Linked DNA regions of Columba livia: region 1 is linked to region 2. Evidence: chromatin contacts called from public Hi-C data. All regions are on one chromosome and are shown on one strand. Each heading gives the region's core, a stretch centred on a gene start, on an enhancer-like site or on the middle of the called end of the contact. The rest is flanking DNA. Distances are from core to core; before and after follow the strand shown.

Region 1 (6,702 bases), core at 3,396-5,895, 370 kb after region 2:
ACACCATTTTTGAAAACACAACCTAGGTAGTTACCAGTCACCAAATAGAAAAGCATGTTTCTTCTTGAAAGGTGCAATTATCTAGGCTCTGGCCCTAAAGACACTGCAAAGGAGATTTATTTCCATTAGCCATCAAAAACAAAGTTGTTCCATACTTATAGAAATATTTAAACAGAAATTAAACTTTAGAAGTTTGTGGCACAGCAGTTTACTCTTCACAGTGGTTTAAAATTTATGCCAGCAGTTTATTATTTAAATGTATTTTCATTAGATGAATGCAACAGAGAGCTGCATTCAAGTTACAAAGCAACACTTAGGAAGAATTAAGAATTACTCAGTTAAATCGTGTATTATCATGTAAATGGCAAAGGAATGTCACATGGGATTCTATGCATTGTTCACAGAGAGAAATGCGGTGAACTATTAATATGAATTCAATAGAGAGCCTTGTCAGTTAAACAGTTGAATGAAAGCTATTCTTGAAGGCTGCTGGGACATTTTAAAATAAATACTCATACACACAGTTGCAATATCTACTTTAGCTAACTAATCAACCATTAATTTTAAATTGTTAGTAAAGCTGTCATCTTGTCCTATTAAAAAAAAAAAAAAATCCAAACACTGTAATGGCCAAAGAAAACTGTCTTTATGTGAAGTTTAATCTAAATAAATATCAGCAGATGCAAGAAGTCTTGCAGGTATGAATACATGGCTCTGAGTTCAGGGGAAGTTTAGTGTTTGACATACTGAAGACAGCACCTACTTGCATAGCAGCCACTGAGCAGGTTGCTGCCTTCATCAGGATGTGCCTGCTCAGATGTAGAACGGATTATGCTGTTGTTTGATTACAGCAGGATAGATAGTGGCATTTGCAGTTTAAAGGGGATTAGTTTGTCCTTTATCCTTATTTTGGCTGTATTTTGAGTCACAAATTTGGTAGGAAAAAACCTACCAATTATTTTAGTAAGATTGAAAAGCTTTCCTGTTCTTCAATTCTGCCTCAACCTCTGTTTCAAAGATAACCAAAATGGGAAAAGAGAACTGAGAACCAGCATAAACACCCAGTGGAAGTAACTGCCACCTCCAGGGATGTTCCTGGTACAGTAACACTTGACATAATCTGTATTAAGAGGTTGGTACCCAGTCCCAGCACCCAAAGCAGCTGACAGCAGGTAAGCCCACAACATCTGTATCAGTAAGCTAAAACTAACTGCTTCAGTTTTCTTAGTGCTAGTCAAGGTTTGCTTTAAAAAACACACAAATGTGTATTCAGCTGAAGTATGCAATAGGCACATTATTTTAGCCACTCAAAGAACTTTTGCCCTTCTAGTGACAAAACAGCTAGGAAAGAGAAAGAAAAGGGTAGCATTTGAAAGCTTAACTCTACCCCTCCTTTCCTCAGAGGGAACGAGTAAAAGTTTGTTCAGTTCGGTGCAGTGAGAAGTTGGAAAGACTTGGTCTCTGTTGTCCATTAGGGAAGACCAAGCAGGTGCATGCTTCCCTATCAAACCGTATAAAAACATTCAGGTCAAAGGCAGCAAATTGTTAACACGCTTTACTGAAATGTCAGTTTCTGCAGTATGTTACAGAAAAGCTAACAAACATATAGAATGTACATAAAAGGCAGACTTTGTAAAATAAAAAAGTCCTCTTTTATAAAAAATTTAAAAGTCAAAGTAAAGTGCATGAAACAGTTTTTCCTTCACTTTAACTGTTGTATCCAAGTCTTAGCACACAGCAATGTTTTTAAAAGCCAGGACATCCTCTTGCGTTGCTCATTAGTCAGTTACTTTACTGGTCAGATGAAACAACTATAGTGATGACTACAAATGCTTTAAGAACCAAAACAGTTTAACCCGCTGCATCCACAAAAAAAAGACTAAGAGCTAACAGAGTATGGGTTTCCTGTACACTTCCCAATCAACAGGATTTAACAATCAGTAGAAAGGTTCACTCTCATTAGAGAAAATCAGTAAGGAACAAGCTTCATGAATAGGGAGGTTAGGCTAGTTAGGGACATCCCTATTGTGCAATCAGTTATTGGTCTATGAATATCAACATTCATACTTAAATATGCTATTGCAAAAGGAATAATATATAAGGAAATGTTTTCACCTGCCTCCTTTGGAAGGAAGAGGTAGCTGACCCCAATCCAGACAAAACCAACTGCTTTCCTACGGGGTCTCTTATGAGGGTGAGTGCACCAACAGAACTGAGGAAAGCACTCAAGATGCCGAATCCTCTAATTTTTTCAAGCTCTAGAACCAAAACCCCGGAGTGGAACTCTGCAATAATTACACCGATCACACTCTGCATCTCCAGGGAACTTGACGCTAATTAACTGCTCCTCTACCTGCTATTACCTGCACCTGAGCGTGAGCATCCGCTCCTGGCGGCCGAACCCTCCCCCCATCCCCGGCAGTCGTGGCGGTTACAGGGCACCGAGCACCGAGGTGGCGGGCAGGGCCCACCCTAGCCTTCGGCGGCCACCGGGATAAGTCCTCCTCCATCGGAGGAGAGAAAAAACGGGACACTGCGGGCAACAGGCTCTCGCCGCCACCCTCCGCCCACCCCGGGGCCGTCAAAGCACGGCGGCCTGTGCCCGGCAGTGGGCGATGTGACGGTGCACGAAGTCAACGCGGGCCTGCAGCAGCTCGGCCTGCCGCTCCGAGAGGAAGCCGAGGCGCGCCCAGAGCGGCTCCCGCGCCCGGTAGCGGCGGCGCAGCTCGGCAGCGGCGCTGCGGCGGCGGTGCAGCTCAGCGACACGCCGCGCCGTGCCCTCGCGGAAAACGCAGATGGAGCGGAGCAGTGACTCGTTGTACGGGTCCCACATGGCGAGGAGGCGGTAGCCGTGTACCAGCCCCGCCTCGTTGTCCATAAAGACGAGCCCGCCATCAGGGGCGCGGAGCAGGTTGCTGGTGGCGCGGCCCATCACCCTTGGGTCCCACTGCAGGCTGAAGAAATTGCTGACCAGACGGTCGAAGTTGGCCGTCAGATAATCGAAAAGGATCAGATCGCTCCACTGCACCAGCTCCACTAGCTGCGACGGCGGCAGGACGCCCAGCTCCCCCGCAGACAGCGGCTGCAGCCACCGGCCGGCGCCTGCTTCGGCTCCCCAGGGCGCGGGGGCCACAACGGCAGTAAGGTTGTCCACCCAGCGGGTCAGGCTGACCACGGCACCCTCGACCCAGTGCGATCCGCGCAGCTCCTCCCGCACTGGCTCCCACTGCTGCCCGCGGGCCTCCACCAGGGCGAGGACCATGGGCGGCAGCCGTTCCTGTATGCCCAGCACCCCGGCCAGGTGGTACGAGAGCGCCTCGCCCTGGATCTGCTCCGGGTTGATGCCGTAGCGGACGCAGGCGCGACTCCCGTCCGACAGCCGTGCCAACCGGTTGGAGCTGCGCCCGCAGCCGCCCCGCTCCAGCGAGGCCACACGGGCGGCACGCGCGGCCGACAGCCATGCCACCGCCTCCTCCTCCGCGAAGCCCGGCGGCACTTGCTCCTCCAGCTCACGGCTCCAGAAGATGCCCCGCTCCACCGGAGAGGCGGTGTCGGCTGGCGGCTGCGAGCCGGACGCAGCGAACCGCCGTTCGCCGCCCTGTTCCTCCTGGCCCGCCGCCGGTAGGGCCAGCAGCGCCCGGAAAGTTTTCTGCCCACCGCCGCCGGGCTCGCCCCGCGCCGCCGAGGAGCGCCCCCAGACCCACCGCCCGGGGGGTAGCCCCGCGGGCGAGCGCGGCTCTAGATCCAGCTCCCGCTGAGTCGCCGCTTCCCGCCGCAGCAGCACCGTCCACAGCGCTGGCAATGCGGCCAGCAGCAGCAGCCCCAGCACGGGTAGGGAGCCCGGCGCGGCCCGTTTCGCCCTCTTCATCCTCCTGCCGCTTCACGCCGCTGCCGCGGGACACAGCGGCACCGCAGCCCCACCGCTCGGCCGCTCGACGCGGCGCTGGCGCATGGCGCCGGATCCGGCCGGGCCGGATCAGACCAGACCCCCGGGGAGCAACAGCTGCAACAGACGGTGCCCCTACATACCTACGCTGTATGTGCCCAGCTCCAGCAGCACCCGAGAGGCACAGGCAACCCGCACCACGTGGGGGAGCCGGGGGGAAGGAAAGAGGGCCGGCCTGGCCCGCCCCCTCTTCCCGCGTGGCCCTGCGCTTAAAGCGACGACGTCCCTAGTGGCGGTGATGGCGGGGTGTTCCGTCTTGGAGGTGGAAGCGTGGGGAGTGTCGTGGGGCCGGCGCTGGACGGCGGGAATGGAGAGCGCTGCAGCGGAGGCACTCGGCTGCGCCACTTCCTCCTCCCCGCTGCATGCAGCACAAAGGAGCCTACACAGCGAGAAAGAGGGAGGGCAGCGGAAGGAGGCGCGCGCGCCGGTGTAGTCGCCCCCTGTGCCGGTCCACGGGCTCCACCGGAGCCCCCGGGCGCGGTCGCGCCGCCTCCTGCCCCCGACCAGCACGGCAGGGTGGCGCCGCCGTCACCGGCGGATTGGTGACCCCTCCGCTCTCCACCCGGCGCTGGGGGCAGGGAGCGGGGCCCGGAGCCGGCAGCTGGTTGCACAAGAGGATCGCCTGAAAGACAGGCGCCACTCCAGGACCAAGCTGTAATGCCACGGCTTGTTGCTGAGAATCCCTGCCGGGCAGGGCTGTCGCTGGCCGTGGGCAGGGCGCGGTCGTAACACACCACAGAGTGCCACCTCCTCCGCCGCTTTCTCCCGCTTCGGCGGCGGCGGCATGGGACAGCTGTTGCGGGGCCCGTGTGTACGAAAGGGAGCGCTGTCGGCGTCCGTGCACACCGATGTGTGCAGCCAGCTCAGGTGCGTCACGGCGTCTGCGGTGCGGACTAGATTTTCCTGGTATTTTAATCCTCCGAGAGAAAGTGTCAAGTTTGCGAAGTTTCAAGCCCCACCCCAAGGGATTTCGTGCCCAAGAGAGCCACAGCCAGCACTTTTCTACAAGTTTTGTCTCTTTGAGGACGTTAGGGTGTATACTGGAAGATTAGAGGAGTACCTGTTTCTGTCTCTCATTTCCAGCTTCCTGCCTTTCCAAGGCAAGGAAGCTTAGCTCTGCACTTTCTGTATTTTACTGGAGACCTCTCCTAGGAAAGACATGTTTGTGAGCCAAGTTAAAACACATCTCCCTTCTTCAATCAGTGCCATGGCTGTCCTCCAGAGTAGTTATTTGAGTTGGATCAGAGAAGAAAAACCACCACATACAGAATCTTAAAACATCACAGAAAAATATCCAACCACTCCACAGTCTTCCGGGTTGAATTGAATGCAATGTATTTTAATATAAGAAAAAATGAATTATCTCTTTGATAGGATTCTATTACAAACCATTTGAACTCTCCTAATCCACCTTAACAACTTAAAAAAAAAAAGGAACCTGAATTAATTGGCTTTTCCCTCAAATTCCCCTTTAAACTGGGACTTCACAGTCTTCCTAGGGAAGCTCTGACTGTGAGATGCCAATGCCTTAAGTCCACCTTGCCTCCAGCGCGCCCTGCGGCATCGCGGAGTTTGCGGACGGCAGCGTTTCTCTTGCGGTCACACAGTCGAGGGCGGCCCCGAGCCCGCATAGTGGGAGAGGAGCAAAGCGAGCCCTTCTCGCTCCCCTGCGGAGCCGAGCGGTCGTGTCGTACCAGCTCCTCCTGGCGGTCACGCCGCCGCGCTGCAGCCGCCGCTGCTGTCCCTGATCGGACCGTCCGGACAGTCGGGCCCCGTCACCCCAGCAGGGCCCAGGCCGAGGAGACCGACTTGCAGGAAGCCATTTAGTGAAGGGCTCACTCCTGGGTGGAGGGGTCTCATGGCGAGAAATAGGAGTGCCAGGCACGGAAAGGACAAGCCAGTGCATGTAAAAAATTGTGGCTGATGCTTTTTCTAACAGCAAGACCTCACATCTAACTGTGACTATTTTAACTGGGACCATTAGTGCTCTTGGGTCTCTCATGCACAAAGGAACTTGCTGAAATAATGAGAAATAGTAATCATCTTGGCTTCCCTAAGTGCAATAGAAGCTATAATTCTTCTTGTTATCTGTGAATTCAGTTCTCATGTGATTCTGACCTTGAGGCCTTACTACGAAATGATGCTTTACACTTTCATACTTTGAAACCACATGAGCTACATGGTGAACACCAGGTGTGTGACTTGGAACTGGTGATTGCTATAATTCGTGGTGGCCAATAAGAACAGTACCGTTAGACTAAGCAGGAGGCTTTTATCCAACAGGAGGCTGAATATTTTTACCAAAGAAATGGCACAGAATTATCTCTGTTCTCTGTCATTTTCCAGTTTGAAATAGCTTTAAGAAAACTCGCAGCTTCTTCGGAAAGGACTGAAAATAGAAAGTGAGTTTTATTCCATGCATAGGTTGAACATGTATTTTGATTTAAGTTAATTATTTGCATTTCTTTCAGGATGAATTCTAGTGCATATCCAACTGCCAGTGCCTACACTAGGAAGTCCCACTTGGAGAAGTACCATTATCGTGAATAAGGACATTACATTTCTTGTAATTAAGGTGAGCATAAGCTCCAAGTTATGCATGAGATTCATTTCAATTACAGCTTGCCTCTTGTAAGCTAAGCAGTTAATCAATGGGCTATACTGTGACTACACCCTTAAATCAATAGCTGGACAAACACCATTTCCCTGAAATACTCTGCCTCTGACTACATTATCTGGAAAAAGAACAAGCCAGA
Region 2 (6,570 bases), core at 2,815-5,314:
TTCTTCCCATCAAATCCTTAATATCCCAAGGATTTCTCTTCCGGGCAGCCTTGAACCACCAAAGTGCGCTAGAACTGTGTGCTTCTTTCCCTGAAGTTTAAAAGGTTACAGTTCTCCAGCCAAGAATTGTGGGGAAGGTAAAATGAATGACTGACCGGATTAGGTTTTGTCAAGTTATTTGCTTGCTTTTTTATGCTTATTTTTTACCTTGACTATTTTAGGAACAGCAAGATTGACTTCTCCTCACAACACAATACCTCTCAGATACATATATTTTGGGCTCTCACTTCAGAGGGACTATCACAAAGATAACATTTTTCCAAAGGGTTTATCTGTCATTGAAGTTTTATAGCTATGTGTAAAAACATAGAGCATATTTACTGAAGTTCTTCCATTACGCCATTCAGCTTTCCATCTCTTGATTTTTGCTCTGCAGTATCACAGAATCTATTGTCATGATGGCTGACTTCTGTTGAAGATAAATACTTTGTACATTAAACACACACAGCTCTTTCAATGCCTTGTATATGTAATACACACAGTTCTTCCCCTTACCTCTCCTTTTTTAAAAAACAAACAAAATCCCCATTTTTTAAAAAGCTGAGCGTTTTTTTGGTTTGTTTTTGGTTTTTTTTTAAAGGTTGGCAGTCCCTCTCCATCAAAAAAAGCAAAGGGCACATATGCAACTTCCTCCCTGATATTTTCCAGGTAGGGAAACATTTAAATCCCTCAGAGTCCAGCAGAGAGAGCTGTATATATACCTGACAAGGGAGTTCCCCCTGGCTATTCCTTGCCAAGTACCAATAGATACAGAAAACCAGTACAACTTGCTATTTTAAGTGAAAAGGCAAATGAAGAACTATTTTCCTACTGGAAGCCCTGGGAGGTCCTCAGCTCCCGCCAGAAACCTCCCACCTAGCCCTCAGAAGTCACTCCTTCTTGCCTCACCTTCCTTCTCATTTAAGTGATTCCCAGCCACAGTCCCTAATCCTCTCTCCTCACATGAAATGCCAATTCTGGAGGCTTTTTTATATGGCTGGGAACAGAACTCACAGACAACAGCAGACAACAGGTATACATACCCATACACCCATGTCCCCAGGTCCAGGAGATCCTGAACTTAGAAAGTTATCGCCACTTTTTAAGAGTCTCGTAGTCCAGAGATCATTCACTCGCTCAGCCCCCATGTAGTGCTGTTGTCCACATGTTTTTTATATAGACATATCTGCACTACTTCAGAAAGAACAATCCGCAGATCCCTCAGGCTGGCTGAACAAAAAGAGAGAGCCAAATCGGTCACTACTATAGCTATGTCACCCAGGCCTGGGTGCAGGCAAATTTGCTCAACTCAGAAGTGGAGTTTAATTTTCAGACTCAACTACTTGACTAACAGCAGTTTAGCTCTTGAGATCCAAACCAATTCCTGCATGGAGTCCTGTGCAGGACTCCATTATAGACATGAACTAGTGGAAAAAAACGACTGTGAGAAGACTTAAAGAGGTCATCCAATCCATCTCATTCCTCTACGTTGTCTTTTTTGTTGTTGTTTTTTGGTTTTTGTTTTTTTTCAAACTGAGAGAACTGCTTCTGGCACAGCAGGTAATTGAACTGGTGTTTCTCAAAACTTTCTGATAAGCACACTGATGAGAGGGCAAGCCTTCCTTTCATGATGCAGTCTCGCCCTTCATTCCTTATAATCTGATTTTGGAGGTCTGGACCTTGAAGACAGCTAGACAGAAGTGAAGGAAGGAAGGAAGGAAGGAAGGAAGGAAGGAAAGGGAGAAAGAGAGAAAGAGAAAAAGAGAGAGAGAAAGAGAGAGAGAGAGAAAGAGAGAGAGAAAGAAAGAGAAATAATTTACCACAGATAGAGCATTTTACCAAGCACTTCTGTTGGCTTCTGACCATCAGCTACAAACAGCATTTCAACTTTGATATTAAATCAAACCTGTCATTATTTCCTCATAATTAGAAGGTTCCCAGAGTGAGGAAATGGCAACAATAGGAGGTGGACTGGAGAGTGAATTCAGTACAATGCTAGCTGGCCAGCACCATCTTTGTTCCTGTATGTGGCTCACAGGTAAATGTTCTCGCTTGCCACATATTTCTGTGATGGTTAGCAATGACAGTTAGCTATCCCCCTAGCCCTTTGTATCTCTTCACCTACTTGTCTGACAAAGTGACTCTTTATAATTAAGTTCTTAACCTAGGGATGGATCAATCTGATTTTACATGGCTTATAAAGTCATTGCTTTAGAAAAGCCCTGGGAAAAACAAAACAAAACAAAACAAAACAAAACAAACCAACAACAAACAAAACAAAACAAAAAGCAAAAAACAAGAAAACCACAAAAACACCCCTCACAAAACCAAACCAAACCAAACCAACAACCAAACAGTGACCCTCTTCCCCAGTTGGATACAGGATTTCAGAAGTTTTACTTCTTAGAAAAATGCTTCTTACCTCTGACTGTAGAAAACGCTAGTTTTATTGTTTTGGGAATGAGACAAGCAGACAGATTATAGGATGTCAATGATGCAATTACAATATTAAGTGATATCCTGTGAACAATCCTTGTATTTCCTTTAGGCTTACTTGCTCAGATTACAACAGTGTTGTTTTTCCATAGTGCTTTAATTCTGTTAATCCTTTCACAACCTCTAAGACTGCCACTGATGTTAATGAATTCCCACATTTATTAATGAAGGACTTTATGTTATGCAGTTACACTCAGATGTCAAAAGTGGGTTTAGCCCACTAACTCTGCAAACCTTTCACTTGGGGAACAAAAATTAGGATTCCACCATCCTTCCCTTTACCTTTTGGTCTATTCTGGTGTGTAGTTTACAGATACTGCCATATTTGTTTAGGTGAAAATGATCACTGTGGCATCAGTAGAAGAGAGACCATCACCAAATCTTTCAGATACTTCCTCTCAGGAATACACAACGTCGTCTTGCTTGTTTTCCTTTTCTGATCAGAGTATTGAGATGTATGGTCACCTGGATAAGCAACTGTCATCCACAATACCCACTGCCCACTGCGTCCTGTCACCTGAACTCAGCAGCACACCAGTTCTCCCAGTAAGGGCCCACCATGATAATGATGACTCCACCCAGCAGACTCTAAGCCTCACCTAATGTGCTGGTTGCACTGGGTTAGATTTGTTGGTAATAAAGTGCTAAAGAAAGTAGCACAGGTCTGCAAAATGATCAGTCACGCTAATTTATTTCAAGAGGTCACAGATGATAAAATCATATCCTAAAATAGTTTCCCCAGAGCGTTGTTTCCTATTGCTCACGAAAGATGATGGAAAATAAAATCCTCTCTGTTTGAATTGAATGGCAGCCTTTAAGGCTTCCCAGCATAAGAGAGGGAAGTTAACATCTCTGCAGGAGTAAGCCCTTTTCCCTGCCAAGCTTGTGAAGCCCAATGCAAACAGCATTTACATATTTGCACTTCTTATCATGTATTATTCTGCTTACCGAACAACACAAACAGAAATGAGGATAGAGGTGCTGTGACAGAAGCAGTGATGGGGAAAGATCATAGATTATCGATGCCCTGGAATCAGATATATTGCGAATTACACAAGACAAAAGAGAAGACTATTTCTCCTTTCCAAAGTCATAGATACAGTTTGCTAACATAATGGTCCATATCACTGCACCAGCACCACAACAAATGTTTCACCTTCACTTCCCACTGGCTGAAAATAGAGCGTTTACAGCTAAATTATGCATTCAACATAAGAGATTTGCACTGACAGTAAAAAAATTAGTAGATCAGCGAGGGGTGAGACCAGATATTTAGGGCTTGCCCTCGTCCCTGCTACCTCAGTATTGATACCGGGGTCCAGCTCCGGCTGCAGCTCCCGCTCGCACGGCGCACGCACTCCCACAAGCCCCACAGCGGGTGGAACCGCCAAGCCTTCAACGTGGGATCACGGTGCACGACCGCAGGAACGCGAAATCCCCTCCACCTGAGGACTACAGCTCCCAGCCTGCCCGGCCGGCCGGCCGCCCCGCTCCGCCCCGCCCCGCCTCCAGCCTCCGTCCCAGCCTCCGCCCGCCTCCGGCCTCCGTCGCGGCCCCGCCCGCCTCAGCTGACAGCGGCAAGATGGTGGTGGCGCAACACGGGGAGGTCTGCACCTGGTTCAGCTGACAACGTTAAGATGGCGGCGGTGCGGGAAGCGGAGTTCGCCGCCCTGCAGAGACTGCTGCGGGTGAGCGGGCCGCCGAGCTACTGGAGGACGGGGGCCCGTCCTGGTGGCGGGGTCTGCCTTTCTCTGGCCGCGGCTGAGCGCCTCCCACTTTGCTTCCCGCCAGGCACCATCGAGGGATGCCGTGCGGCAGCTGTGCCAGCAATGTTTCTCCAGCCCGCCCGCCGGCCTTGCCGCGTTGGCACAGCGCGTCTGCCTCAGCCTCGCGCCCGGCCCGGAGGAAGCGGAGCAGGTAAAGCCGGGCGGGCAGCGGCAGGGAGAGCCGCCGGCGCGGCCACGAGCGGGATGCCTTCGGAAGCGTTCTCTCGCGCTGCGCAGAAACGGGGCGCGTAAAAAAGAGCGGGAGGATGGAATGTGCCTGCCTGGGCCTCACCGTGCAGGAGGGAGCGAAGCGGTGCGGGCGCCAGCATAGAGCTTGACCCAGTCCATCAGGAAGATGTATGGTGCCATGGGGCTCTGAAGGACCGCGGCCGCTGCTGTAATGAAACGTGCTCTATCAAACGATCCTCCTGCATAGGCATAGTCCACAGGACCCTCACAGGAAGGCAAAAGGGGAGTGCGTGAGGCGTGTGTGTTAAAGGACAGTGAGGATCTCGGCTCGTTACCCATTAAGGCTGGTGGGCAGTACTTGCATGTCACAGGTCCTGGTGGTTTTGGTCTCACTGCATAATCATAGAATAGATTGGCTTGGAGTGGATCTTCAAAGGTCATCTAGTTCACCCCCCCTGCAATGAGCAGGAACATCCTCAACTAGATCAGGTTACTCAGAGCCCCGTCCAGCCTGGCCTTGAATGTTTCCAGGGATGGGGCAGCTGCCACCTCTCTGGGCAACCTGAGTGTTTTGCCACCCTCATTGTAAAAAAATTGTTCCTCATGTCTAGCCTGAATCTCCCCTCCTTTTGTTTAAAAATGTCCCGTTGTAACAGGCCCTGGTTAAAACTCTGTCCCCATCTTTCTTATAGGCCCTTTTTAGTTACGGGAAGGCTGCAGTAAGGTCTCCCTGGAGTCTTCTCTTCCCCAGGCTGAACAAGCCCAACTCTCTTAGCCTGTCCTCATAGGAGAGGTGTTCCATCTCCCTGATCATGTTGGTGGCCTCTTCTGGACCCTTTCCAACAGGTCCATGTCTTACCTGTGCTGAGGGCTCCAGAGCTGGACACAGTACTCCAGGTGGGGTCTCACCAAAGTGAAGTAGAGGGGCAGAATCACCTCCCTTGTCCTGCTGGCTACACTCCTTTTGATTGGCCTTTTGGGCTGCAGCGCCGATTTCTGGCTCATGTCCAGTCTTTCATCCACCAGTATCCCCAAGTCCTTCTCCGCAGGGCTGATACAGAAGCTGTGTCTCTACTGGCTGCTGAAGGCCTGTCTGTTGCTGCATGTAATGTTTTTCAACCCAGTTGGGCCCTTTCTCCTCTTCCTTTCCTACAGCTGGTGTTTGCTTTGCACAACCTCACCAGGCATGTTGTGTACCATGGCCTAACGAAGGCAGAAGATATCCTCTCTCTCTTTCCAGAGAACTTCCACCAAAATCTGAAAAGCCTTTTGACTAAGATAATCTTGGAGAATATGTGAGTGCTACCTACCTGCCATTTGCTTTCAGCTGCAAAGTTAAAGCCTGGTTTGATATGTGAATAGTTGCCCGCATGCGAAGTCTTGTTTCTATGAATTTTGTGCATGCCTTGGGCATACTCACACAAGCTGGGATGAGCATAGGTGAATGAAACATGTCATCTGAGTGGAATGGCAAACAAAACACAGCCATGGGCACAGAAGTTTTTCCTGAGACTTTTGGAATAGGTGTGGGCTTCATTCGTATAATGCAAAGCCCCTTTTATCTTAACAACTCACCTGCGTAGTAGAAAAATGCTACAGCTTAGAGGGCTAGATTTCAGCACTACAAAATCTGATTAGGTAGCATTTAGATGCCTGTCCACTTACCACCTTGATTTAGATGTGGAGGCACTGTATGCAGAACTGCTATGCTCTACCACTGCCTCACTGCTTGGTAGCCCATTGCTTTGACAAAGCTGGAGAGAAAGATACGTACCATATGTGAGCTGCATGTACAGAAGAACAAATAGTTGGTCACCAGTTTGCCTACTGTTGCCCACAAATGACAGCCTTTCCTTGGCACTTAGTAGCATAGGCAGTCTCCCTGCTTACTGGTGCATCCCTGGTGACCCTTCCATCAGGCATAAGCCACTCTGAATGCTTTCCCTACCTTTTTGTTTTTTTTCCTCCCCAAAGCTCTGCTGATACTGTTTTTCTCTTCTTCACTTTTTCACAGCTCTGCTTGGAGGAATGAGGCACAAGCAAGTCAGAGTAAGTAGTAGCTCAAATCTTTGATGCTGTT

The links. A called contact is a pair of places that touch in the nucleus more often than the background predicts.
Region 1: a Hi-C map of liver shows a contact between it and region 2, with 2.9 times the contacts expected there. The contact joins the promoter of PAMR1 here to the promoter of COMMD9 in region 2. A contact is called at or near these places in 2 of 2 Hi-C or Micro-C datasets (crop and liver).

The regions. Positions count from the first base shown.
Region 1 is chr5:48,188,032-48,194,733 of bColLiv1.pat.W.v2, forward strand. It overlaps PAMR1 (peptidase domain containing associated with muscle regeneration 1), which reads left to right and starts at 4,646. Exons shown (of 13, transcript XM_065064862.1): 1 at 4,646-4,813; 2 at 6,418-6,521. It overlaps FJX1 (four-jointed box kinase 1), which reads right to left and starts at 3,868. Exons shown (of 1, transcript XM_065064870.1): 1 at 1,541-3,868. The coding sequence starts at 3,868. The coding sequence ends at 2,582. LOC135579600 (a long non-coding RNA gene) reads right to left here and starts at 4,168. Exons shown (of 4, transcript XR_010473041.1): 1 at 4,030-4,168.
Region 2 is chr5:47,820,921-47,827,490 of bColLiv1.pat.W.v2, forward strand. COMMD9 (COMM domain containing 9) reads left to right here and starts at 4,065. Exons shown (of 6, transcript XM_005500237.3): 1 at 4,065-4,223; 2 at 4,327-4,452; 3 at 5,646-5,785; 4 at 6,505-6,539. The coding sequence starts at 4,173. It overlaps PRR5L (proline rich 5 like), which reads right to left and starts at 4,008. Exons shown (of 13, transcript XM_065064848.1): 1 at 3,834-4,008; 2 at 1,083-1,269.